Linked DNA regions of Capsicum annuum: region 2 is linked to region 1. The links are chromatin contacts, called in public Hi-C maps. All regions are on one chromosome and are shown on one strand. The core of a region is the stretch at or near the end of the contact, and the rest is flanking DNA. Distances in the headings are between cores, read along the strand shown. Region 1 holds the start of LOC107852748 (inorganic pyrophosphatase TTM2). Region 2 has its middle 14 kb from the start of LOC124888767.

What was found. A called contact is a pair of places that touch in the nucleus more often than the background predicts.
Region 2: a Hi-C map of bud shows a contact between it and region 1, with 2.9 times the contacts expected there. The contact joins the enhancer-like site here to the promoter of LOC107852748 in region 1. A contact is called at or near these places in 3 of 5 Hi-C or Micro-C datasets (bud, leaf and placenta).

The regions. Positions count from the first base shown.
Region 1 is chr11:6,491,837-6,498,289 of UCD10Xv1.1, forward strand. It overlaps LOC107852748 (inorganic pyrophosphatase TTM2), which reads right to left and starts at 1,839. Exons shown (of 13, transcript XM_016697790.2): 1 at 1,704-1,839.
Region 2 is chr11:6,540,530-6,547,397 of UCD10Xv1.1, forward strand. No RefSeq gene overlaps it. Among protein-coding and RNA genes, the nearest start is that of LOC124888767, 14 kb to the right of the region's middle. Within about 2 kb of position 2,267, at least 2 of the 5 cell types and tissues checked have an H3K27ac peak or open chromatin away from gene starts, as enhancers often do. A contact at or near this core is called in leaf, where this site is marked.

The sequences.
Region 1 (6,453 bases), core at 589-3,088:
AGTAACAAAATAGTGCGATAACCGAAACACAATAAACACAGATGATGATATGAAATCAAAATTGATAGACTACAAGAATAAGGCTAATACTACAGCAGACAACACCCCCACTGCCTACTAACCTTCTACCCTAATTTGCAACCTTTACACCCTCCTATTAAAGGCCATGTCCTCAGTAAGCTGAAGTTGCGTCATGTCCTGCCTAATCACCTCTCCCCACTACTTTTTTGGCCTACCTCTACCTTCCTTGTATCCACTATATCCGAACTCTAGAACCTCCTCACGGGGACATCTGCGCTTCTCCTCTTCACATACCCAAACCATCTCAACTTCGCTTCTCTCATCTTGTCCACCACGGAAGCCACTCCCACCTTGTCCCGGATATCCTCATTCTTGATCCTATCGCTTTTAGTATGCCCACACATCCATCTCAGCGCCCTCAATTCCACAACTTGGGTACCCAGCCATTAATGTTTGTTAAAATTGAATAAAAGAGGTATCTTTAATCAAACCAAAATTCACAGGCAACTGATATTAAAATTGCAGCAGCAAACTAGAACATTCATCTAATTACAAACCCTTTTTACCTCTTTCCAATCAAGACATTACAACAACAACAACAACATATCCAGTGAAATCCAACAAGCAGGGTCCAGTAATAGGCAGACCTTACCCCTACCTCGTGGAGGTAGAGAGGCTTTTTCCGGAGGACCCTCGAGTAGAGCAAATCAAAGTAGGTATAAAACATAAAAACACGATGAAGAAAACATAGCTACTAATACAAAATAGTGTGATAACCAAACACAACAAACAATAGAATCAAATTAACACATTGCAACTAAGAAATTCAATCCTAGCAACATTACTAGATTAAGAAAAATAAAAGAGATCACCCATTTAACAAAACCAAGAAAGAGAAACAAGAAATACTCAGATAAGCAAAACTAAAATCCTTAGCCAAACAACACCAAAAAACAATCTTTTTGAATACCACTAGTTTCAGTAGCAAAAAAAGTCACAAAACAAGAAAACCAACCAAGAAACAGAAAAACTAAAATCCTCAGCAAAACAACACAAAAAAAAAAAACTTTTTGAATACCCTTTAAGATTCAATAGCAAAAAAGATGACACAAAACAAGATAACCAACTTCAGCATTTAGCCAAGAAACAGAAAAACTAAAACCCTCAGCAAAACAACACTAAAAAAACAATCTTTTTGAATACCCTTTCAGATTCAATAGCCAAAAAAGACACAAAACAAGATAACCAACTTCAGCATTTAGCCCAAAAAACACAAGTAAAACAAGAAAATACAATGGGAAGCCAATAAATACAAAAACAAAAACAAACACAAAATATTTGAGATTAACAAAAAAAAACCATATCAGTCATTATACAAGAAGTTCAATTCCAGAAACATTAGTTAAAAAAAGATCACTCATTTAATAAAAATCAAGAAAGAGAAACAAAAACTAAAATCCTCAACAAAACAACACCAAAAAAGCATTCTTTTTAAACACCCTTTCAGATTCAACACCAAAAAATAGCACAACAGAATCAAGAAAACCAACTTCAGCATTTAAGCACAATGGGAAGCCAATAAATAGAAAAAACAAAAACCCCAAAAAATATTTGGAATAAAAAAATATATACACATATATATAAGCCATTGTTACAATTTAAAATAGCAAGAAAATACTAACCAATTTTTATGGCTATATGATACAGTAGGGGGTTACTGCAGCTAGTTACAGCTTACAACTTTTTTGGCCGTTTACTTCTTCTACACAAAGGGTTCAATTTATATATGTTTGTTTTATTTTATTTTATTTTTTAATTTTTAAATGTTTAAAAAAAATTATTTTTATTTTTGGCTTTCGGTGTATAGAGATATTTTAGGTAAAATGTGAACGAAAGTGAATTTCCAGAAGGTGTTGGCAAATGGGAATTATGGAGAGTTTGACACGAAATTGAATAGGGGAGAGTCCAAAGTATTTATTATTGCTTTTTTATATATCATATAAAAAAATATTTATTATTGCATCCAATAAAAGAAATTGGTATTTTTGTTATTGTGAAAATGAAATAAATTTATGATAGAGTTTAACAGTATTTTTGTCCTTTTTTTCAAAAAAATTTATTCGATTTTTTATATTCATATTGAAGCCTCGATTGATTTGAATCGTACATATTCTGGGGTGGGGCTCCAATAGAATCGGAGATTTGAACTTGAAACAGCTAATTAAAGATGAAATAGTTTCGATATTTTCTATTTTTTAGTCATTGATAAAAATTAATTTTAGTCTTTGTAGTATCTGACTAAATTAATTGAATCTTTAATTACTTAAATACTTCTATTTTTATATAAAGATAAATCTCATTACTATTGAAATAAGATTACTTAATTACTCCTCATCTCATATCTTTTCAATATTACATAAAAATTTAGAAAATTGCTAGTCGAATACACTGTTAGCCGAATACATTACTTTTTTTAATACATTGTGTTGTTGATATATAATATATAATATCAGACAAAATTCAATGTATCATCGCATAATTAATTCACGATATATAAGTTAGTAGGTTAGTTATCATGTATTATGATTATAATTAATTTAGGATGCATAAGTTAATCCATGATACATCATCTCACGCACAAGTTTCTTGAATACATTACTTTTTGCATATAAAATTTGAGATAGGATTTAATTATATCAAAGAGATGGAATATTATGTAGATATAATAATATTATTAGTGTTGTGACGTAGTTATTTTTTATTTTTTTTATGAATATTCATAAATTTTTAGAATTAATAACCGTTCTTCATTGTTTAATTACATACGTATTATATGAAATAATATTGTTACTCCATATTTGAGGCTATTGTACTTCTAAAAATAATTCGTCAAACATAATATATTACCTACAAGATACATGAGAGAAGTGAGACTGAAATGATTCGGGCATACGAAAAGAAGGTGCATGAATGCGACCGTTAGGATATGAGAAGTCAATTGTAGCAAAAGTTACGAGAGGTAGAGGTGAGTTCAAAAAAATATTAAGGAAAATTAGACAGGATGTGACACAAATATTAACTTCAAAATAAGATTTAGATAGAACGGTATAGAAATCGCATATTAATTAGTCGAGTGTGGTCATCCATTAGGTGGGCAAGGCGGGGGCTTGCCTATATTCTCTTTTCCTTGGTAATCGCATAGTTTTTTTGTTTTTTTTTCGGTTAACAATCGCATAGTTTTTTATTCTTTTTTGTGTTTCTACTATTGTTACTTCATATTGTTTTGTATTTTTGAATAACTTTTCTTTTTAACTCGACGATCTATCAAAAAAAAAAAATTCTATCCCCACAAAGTTGGATTAAGGTTGACATATTTTACTTTCTTCAAATTTTATTTGTAAATTATACTGGATATATTTTTATTGTTGTTTACCTACATAAAAGGATCAAAAATATATCGTTAAATTAATCGAAGATTGAATGTAACGATTCATATTCCATGACAAACAAAATAATATTCTCTCTCTTTAATTTTACCTGTCACTTTTTGATACATTGCACCCATTAAAAAAATAATGATTGGTATAAGGACTTTATCATATTACCCATAGTTATTGATTGTTGGCACTGGAAAAATGATTTGAAGAATATCTTTTTTTTTATTTGTTGAAAATAACAAGTAAAAATAATAATTAAATTAGAAAAATAGTGATAAGTAAATCTGAATGGAGGAAGTAATTTGTCAATAATTGAGGGGGGAAAATTGTTATTCTCATTTGTTGTAAGTGCCTAGAAGAAAATAATTTATAGTAGTAATATTTTAAGCGTTCAGAATTATTATTATTATTATTACTAGTCAAGTATACATATTTTACACGTGTGTATGAAGATAATAATAAGTGTATATAAAAGAATAAATTTCTATCATTTATATCGAACAACATAACTGATCCTGCCTTTAAAAATCCTGCTTTTACGAATCAAATCCATTTAAAGTCAAAGAAAAGCTTACCCTTCAAAAGATCTCATATTTCTCTCTTTTCATACTGATCACGTCAAGATACGTAAAATAAGATTTCATTTCATGCATCTTCTCATTCAAGACAAATAATTATAAATTATAAAGATATGGACAAAAAAAATATATGACATATTGAAATATCAATTATTTAATATTATATTTTGAAAGAAAAAACATATTTTAGAGTCTTGATGACAATACTAAAACGTAAAATGAGCAATTCAAATTATCCCTGATGGAAGAATGAAATTGGTTATAAATTTGATTTATCAACGCACGAAATCTCTAATTACCACTATTTTTTATCTTCTAGCCAACTAAAGACTTTGTTTAATACTTGTAACACTATGATTTGTTTGTTATAATGAGAAATCACATTTTCACTTTATTTTTATCTCAAAAAAAATTTAAAATATAATTATGAATTGGACAAAAGAGTATTAACATGAAATACGCCCTAATAAGAATTAGAACTAATATGCATAAAAAATAAAAGTTAGAATAGAAAAAATATACCTTAAATTTCCTTGTAATCAATACCTTGTAATTGATACGAAGTTTTGTCCGCATGTTTCACATAAATCGTTTTTCATCTACACAAATATATTAAAGAATCAATCAATAATGATTTATTTACGAAGGCAAATACAAATAATAAAAGTTTATGAAAAATTATCTTAAAAATTAAAGAATCTTCAGTTTTGTTAAGCCTAATTTAAAGCAACAATAAAAAAAGACGAACTTATTTGAAGGTAAATTTAAACAAACAAACAAAAAAAGGCATCAAATATAGAAGTTTAAAACCCCAGACGAATTTATTTGCAATCAAAAGAAAACATTGAAAAAGGTAAAAAAAAAATATATTTAATGTGATTAAAATATATTTAATGTGATTCTTTACATATATTATTTTAGAACTGATAATTTATTTTCATATATTTTATGTAGTTTAGGATTCTTAATCTTTTCATATATTTATTTTTTCAGTTTTTTTCCATATATTTTAGGATTGCTTGATTTAATAATATAATAATTGAAGGAAACAGGTGAAAAGATGATTTTATCTATTACAAAGTGTTTTTAATAAAGGACAAAAAATTCGAATCACTTTTGTAAGTGTCTTCACACAAATATAGATTATAGATATAGATTTAGATTATGGATTATAGATTATAGATTATGATATAACAATATTAATAATAATTATTATTATTATTATTATTATTGATTTATAACTATAATTTATAATCACAATGACTCATTTATTATTACGAAAAAGGAACTAACGTATCAAAATAAAATAAAATCAGTTTTTATTGCGAAAAAGGGGAAATAAAATAGTAATTAATATTAGTATAATAGTATTATTATTATTCATATTTTTAGTTGTAAATATAAACAATGATTAGGTATTTGTAGAAAAAACTAAAATTATTAACGACACAATAATTAATGAGCGGTGACTTTCCGTAATACACAGTTTGATTAATCATTGCGTAATTAGTGGCATTAATTTTCACCTCAACAACAACAACAACAAACCTGGTGTGTTCCCACAAAGTGGGGTTTGGGGAGTAAGATGTACGCAGTTCATACCGCTACCTCCAAAGAAGTAGAGAAGCTGTTTCCGATAGACCCTCGGCTCAAGATAAAGAATAAGCGACAAGGAGATGGAATACATAACAGAAAAGACGTAAGGAATAATAAAAAGTAAATCAGAGAAATACGAAAATACTAGAGATACGGCAACACGAAGTAAGCAGATAACAACTGATAAAATATGAATTAATTTTCACCTCATGGAATAAAAATAAAAATAAATATTTTCGGAGATAAATAAACTAGTATAAATATATATTGTGTTAAATTGGTAAATTATTAAAATTTACCAGTTGTATTTTATAAAACTAATGGATGCATAACATATTTTTGTACATACAAAATAATTTAATAATGGTTGAGTACTAATAATATTATATTTTTTCTTTTAACCTTTATTTTTCTTTATTTTTATATGTTATGAATTTTATATGTTGAAAATTCGTGCTTTTTCTAGGAGATTTTTTAGTACACTTACCTGCCGTTTGATTGTAAATTTTAGTTGAAATTTAAAATGTAAAGAAATAATTTTTTAAAGTTGTAATACTTGAAATTTAAAATTGTGTTTGCCTGTTTGGATATGTACTTTACTTGAAAAAGGAAAATTTAAAGTCTTATTCAGTTATGAATGGAAGCCTCGAGAACTTGAAAATTGATTTCAGACAACTCTTTGAAAAGTTAAAAATATTTAAAAATCATATTTGTAAAATTTGATCAAATTTATACTCCATAAATATATATTTAAAATTAATTTTTCAGAATATATAGCCAAATACTAACTTATTTTTCCTTTTTTTGGGGGTGGGCGGGGG
Region 2 (6,868 bases), core at 1,017-3,516, 49 kb after region 1:
TTTTGCCTTATCCATCATAATATCATCAATATGGTGCATTAAGATTAAAATTCAACGTCTTATCCATATAAAGACATCTTAGGCATAAATTCATGGGATTTGAACCCAACATATTATCATCCCTTTTGATAATATTATTTTTGAGGAATACATTTAAAATACAAATGGTTCCAAACCAATTATTATTTTTTCCTCAAATCCAACAATAATTATATCATTAGTACCAAAAGACAAATAACATAAGAAATTACTAATCTTGAAATTACTTTTAGAATAATAATCTCACCTTATTTTGGTAGAGTCTATCTCACCTTGTTTGGACAGAGTCTCGTACTGAAAACGTGTTATAAAACAAAAAAGAATAGAGAATAGAGAGAATTGTTATTTCTCCTGAGAGATTATTTACAATGAAGGAAACCCTTCTATTTATAAGAAAAATTTACTCCTAATTTCTGACTAAAAGACAGATACTTTAAATCCTAATAGATATCAACTAGATCTTAATAAATCTTATTATATCTTGATAGATCTTATCTATATTCTTGATAGACATTCACTATAATGTAAATACATTCATAACAATATATACTTTTTTCTTCAAATATTTTTTCACTATCAATTTATTACCAAATAAAATGTACAACTATTTTGTAGATATTTTTATATGTATCCACGTAAGTAGTCCATTATTGGACTGGGTCAAGATTTTAATGAAGATATAATATATAGTTGACAAAAAGTAGGATCTTCATTGGTGGATTGTAAAAAAGTGAGAAAACATGAAAGAAGGAAAAAGTGCAAAAAGTGAACATTCATAATAATTATTCACGTACCCAAAAAAGAAGATGCAAATATATAAATAAACAAGAGAGAGAAGGGGGTTTCCATAAGCTTTTTCCATAACCATTTTCTAATCTTAATGTTAATCTCTGAATTATGGACACCATTCAACCAGACCCACCTGACCATATGGCTCTAGACACAGCCAAGCAGGATCCCATTTCAAGAAACACTCAGGAAAAGCTCAACTTCTTGCGTACCTTATCCCAACCGGCGCCTATGCTCCAACTCAGTGATCAGACGCAGTAGATTGCAATTGACACAGATATGGATATGGGGAGTAATGAGAGCCAGGCTTTAGATAACATATTACTAACAAGGGACGACAAAGATAGAATTCACAAACCTTGGGCATACTCGGTCATAATAAAACTGACCAAAATTAAAATTAGTCACGAATATCTCAAACACAAGCTCAAGTTATTGTGGAAACCCAATGAAGAAGTAATACTCATTGATCTAGGAAACAACTATTTTACTGTTAAATTCATGAAGGAAGAGAATATGATTATTGCAATCCAAAAAGGACCATGGTTCATTAACGGGGCTTTCCTATCTGTCTGAAAATGGCAACCAAACATTGTAGCTTCAACAGCTGCTGATCGTTACTCCGCAATTTGGATTAGACTACCAGAACTCCCGACAGAGTAGTACGACCACGCAATTCTGTCAAAGATAAGCAGCAAATAGGGTAAATTGGTCAAAACTGATATATGCACATCTGCAACTTTGAGAGGTAGATATGCTCGTATATGTGTGGAAGTCCCCCTAGGTGTTCCAGTTAGATCATACATCTACATAGGTCATCTGAAGCAGAAGATAGTTTACGAGAGAGCAGACATACTTTGTATAACCTGTGGACTGTTGGGACATACTTTAGCTACATGGCCCATTGTATCAAAGGCAACAACAGAGGGAACAGTGACGAGTGAGGAGCCTCCTGCACTATTACAAGGTTCAAGACCCCAGACAGACCAGGAATGAAAGGTGGTCACATTCTGTAATCGACAAAAATCAAAGCAAAAAAAGAAAAAACAGGCAATGGATCAAGGTAAGTCTATGTCACATAACAGGGATATTACAACAGGCCATCAGACTCCTAGTGAGGGCATTAGTGTTAAGATTTTTAGTGCAGACACTGGTAAGTATCTTGACCAACAAGTCTATAAATATATAGCTAAAAATAAGTGTTCCACAACACAACGAGATTCTCCAAAAAAAAATATTTTGACTTCTAATTCTTTTAATTTATTGGAGAAAGAGGTGGCGGCGGCTACAACCCTTAGCTAGCCCCAAGTAAAGGTAGTAATATGGAAAATCCCAAAATTCCCCTAGGGCAACAAAAATTAAATGCTACAGTATTTAACCCCACTGCCAACTCATCATCTACGATGACCCCTACAAAAGTCTTACGAGCCACTGAACAGACACCTATGTTTTCATCCTCCGCATGCCCCAATAATAGCCCTCACATGTGCGTAGCTCTGTGTCCACTAGCCCAACATGCCAAAATAGCACTTTTTGTGGAGCATCACATAATAAAGATACTAAGAACAGTAACCAAATCCCCAATACCAATTTGCTAGATTTGGATAAGGGCCCTATAAAATATCCCTTCCAATTATCTTCCAATGTCCAAGGAACGTCCCATTCTAATATAAAAACTGACTCAGTGTCTCAACACTTACCACATTAAACAAACCTTTTTATAAATAAGTATGCCAAGGCGCCCAAGAAGACATCTTCTTCGCAGAATCAACAGAAGAAGACTACTACCTCCAACAACGATGAATCCCCTAAACCAAAGCGCACCATCGATCTTCCTCCCTCTGGTGTATCTCTATCCTGTTTCGGGGTTATTGGAGGGATCTGTACCCATCTTCTCCTCCCTTGTAGCACCAACAAATCTGAACCCTTCTTCTTGGGTGGAGATGGCTCTGTAGGGTCAAGCCTTAATAATAACGGTGTTCCTAGAGAACAGGGAGACGATGCTTGTCATTCAAAACTCGGAGCTTCTTGCTCATCTGGCTTCAGAGGGGATGAGGCGTGCCATGGAGCTTTACAACGGGCATCTATGGCTGTCGATGGTGTTCTGGGCACCGCTGAACACTCCAGTACCATCCCTTCTATTCTTTCACATCCCCACTTGAGAAACCCTAACGATATCGGTGCAGCAGATGCAGCAGCCAGGGTTGAATCCAGTATCTCCACCTTTCTTTCCAACCTATCACAACTTCATGGACATAGACTCACTGTAACACCACTGGCAAATGCAGGGCTCGATGGGGGAGGTTCCCATATCACCATCCCAGCTGAGCCCTACTGGTCCACTTCAGAATGCTCCTACTCAAATTCCAGTCAATACGGCATCGTCATCCCAGGTACCTCTAAATAATAAATTGACTCATCCTATTCCTGTGAACACATCAACACAAGAAATAGAGGAAGCATTAGAGGTAATGAGGGAAACAAGAACCAAAATAACAGTATTAAAAGACATAAAAGTAATGGTCTTCAACGACAAACACGCCAAGAAGTTCATCCTTATCTGTCCCCAAAACTTAATAAAGACATCCCTAAACATCCGACGCCCTTTCAATCCCCAGGTGAGGAATTATGTATTAGTCATGAACTTGACGATACTGAATCAATCTTCCCCCTTGACGAACTACTCAAGGGCAGTTCCATTAATCAACCCGCCACACTAACAAAGATCAATGAATATAATAGTATGGAACTGTAGGGGAGCCAATGGGAAATAATTTAGGAGGAACTTTCGTTCCCTAGTGGACTGGCACAAGCCACCGGTTGTTGCCTTGCTAGAAACAAAAATGCAAGACCATCTACCTTTGCTAAATGACTACCCTTTCAACCGTATCATTGAGGTCCCCGCTGTGGGAAATGCTGGTGGGTTGGCAGTCTTGTGGGATGACTCTCTTCTTGAGCTGGATGATATTGCAACCACAGACCAGGAAATACATACTCTTGTCAAGGTAAGACATAAACATGACTCTTGGTTATTCAGCTGTATTTACGCTAGCACATACAGGTACAAACGAAGATTGCTTTTGGAAAATCTAAAGAATATTAAGAATGACTACAAAGGTAAGTGGCTGATAGGTGGAGACTTCAACAAAGTCCTATCAAACGTTGAAAAAAAAGGAGGTAAGATAATAGACCGCTCGCACTCTTCTGATTTCCTAAGTATGATTAATCATTGTGAATTCATTGACTTAGGTTTTAAGGGAAGTAATTACACTTGGCTAAACAAAAGATTTGAATACTGTAATTCTCTTATTATGGAACAGCTAGATAGGATTATGGCCACTCATGATTGGCTAGTGTCATACCCGAATGCGCACGTGCTCCACCTACCTCGGACTCACTCGGATCACTGTCCTTTGATGCTTACAGTGTATAAAGATGACCCCACATTGCATAAAAAAATCTTTCGCCTTGAAAAGATGTGGGAATTACACCCTGACTTTACTAATCTAATCTCTCAGGTGTGGGGTAATAGACCTACACTCGAAAATGCTGTTAACCTATTTGCATGCAAGGCTTCTACATGGGCATGCACAAATATAGGAAATATTTTTACTCGTAAGAATAAGTTGTTACGTAGAATTAGGGGTATCCAACAATCACACAACTGCTATTATAGCTCCTTCCTGCAGAATTTAGAGGTAGACCTCATAGCTGAATTCAACACTCTTTTAAAAATGGAAGAAGATTTTTGGAAGATGAAATCGAAGATTAATTGGCTAAATGAGGGTGATGCAAATACTAAGTTTTTTCAAACCTCCACTCTAATCAGAAGAAAAAAAAATAGGATTGTTGCCCTTAAACTAGACAATAATTCCTATATTCATGATCAAGCTGAAATCATTTGTCATAGTTACGACTTTTTCGATAACCTCTTCAAATCTAATCATAAAAAATCTTCCAAAGTCAATATACGCAAGAGTAGGATATGCTTGGATGAGGCAGATGAAGAGAGTCTAGGTAGATTACCAACGGTTAATGAAATTTAAAAAACGGTGTTTTCTTTCTAGCCCTTTAAAGCTCCTGATCCGGATGTACTACACCCTTTTTTCTACCAAAAGTACTGGGAGATAGTGAGCACCTCTGCCACTGACTTTTGCATTAGAACTTTTAAAAGAACAAAAATTGAGGAAAACATTAATAGCACGTATATCTATCTCATCCCCAAAGGTGAAAACGCCCAATCACTCCATAATTATCGCCCTATTAGCCTTTGTAACACTTCCTACAAAATCATTTCCAAAATAATTTCTATGAGACTAAGGCCCCTAAAGTACAAGATCATAGGGCCTTGTCAGACTAATTTCCTAAAAAACAGACAAGCGGCTGACAATGCTATTATTATTCAGGAGTTAGTCAGGTATCTTCAAAATAAAAAAGGTAAAATGGGTAATATAATCTTGAAACTTGACTTGGAGAAAGCTTTCGACACACTCGGATGGTCGTTTATCCACCACACCCTACACTACTTTAACTTCCCTATATATATCATCAACCTCATCTTGTCCTGTATTTGTACGAGTTCAGGTGCGGTCATGGTGAATGAAACTAGGACTGAATTCTTTAGCCCATCTAGGGGCATTATAACGGGCGATCCTATGTCCCCATATATTTTTATACTTTGCATTGAGGTCCAAGCCTATAATATTAGTCAACAATTAGAGGCTGAGCCAATTAGGATCTCTAGACATGGACCCGCTATCTCCCACTTGTTTTTCGCCGATGACCTAGTCCTCATGTCTAATGGTAGTATGAATAGCTGCCTTTGTATAAAACACACTATTGATAACTTCTGCCTTTGGTCGGGACAAAGAATTAATGTTAGAAAGTCAAAAATTCTCTTCTCCAAAAATGGTGGGGATAGGGTAAAAACTGATATTTCTAGCACCTTCAATTTTGGTTCTTGTAAGAGCTTTGGGAAGTACTTGGGTTCCCCAATCTTCCACGCCAAGCCTAACAATCGGGATTACTTATTCATTATCGACAACCTAAAAAAAATGCCGGGTGGAAAACTAAATTTCTTAATATAGCAGGTAGGACTACCCTAACTAAAGCCTGTCTAAACAGTATCTCAACACACATAATGCAGTATATTAAGCTTCCTATCACAATAACCAAAAGCATTGACAAAATTCAGCGTAACTTTATTTGGGGAACGACCAACGAAAAGAAAAAGATTCGTCTTCTTAATTGGAAGATTCTTGCCAGCCCCAAAGAGGTGGGAGGTTTGGGTCTCCAAAAGGCTGCTACTAAGAACAAAGCTTTACTGGCGAATGATGAATAATTCAAAATCTCTTTGGGCTGTGGTCCTGATCCATAAATACTCTAGGAATAGAGAGCTCAAAATTGATAGTAGAGTCCATTCAAAAAACTGTAGTAGTATTTGGAAAAACATCATGGAAGATTGGGACATTTGCTTGGAAAATATGAAGTGGAACCTGAGTGACGGGAAGAAAATTAGTTTTTGGATAGACTCCTGGTCAACCTTTAAACAACCTATAGCCTACCAATTAAATTACACTTTGAATACTGGAGAGGGAGACATCCCAGTGTCAAATTATATAAAAAACGACACTTGGGATCTCAGCCATATCCAAGATGTGCTGCCAAATGACATCAAGGATACCATATATGCCACCTTTATTCCTAACACTGACGGATTGGAGGATAAACAAAAGGTGTACTTTAGTAAGTAACAGTATTTTCCAAACCTCTAAAGCTTATCACTATATTCTCAGTAAAGAATGCAGTAGTGTCCAATCTCACGAAAATTTTAATTGGATTTGGAAGTTAAGTTGTCCAACAAAAATCAAGTTCTTCGTTTGGTTGCTCTATCATAACCGACTTCCAACTGCTTATTATCTAAAAAAGATTGGCATGGATGTGAACCCTGCGTGTTTCTTCTACCAACAAGCAGAAACCTTAGATCACATAATAAGGTATTGCCAAAAAATATTAGCCTATTGGGAAGCCATTAATATGG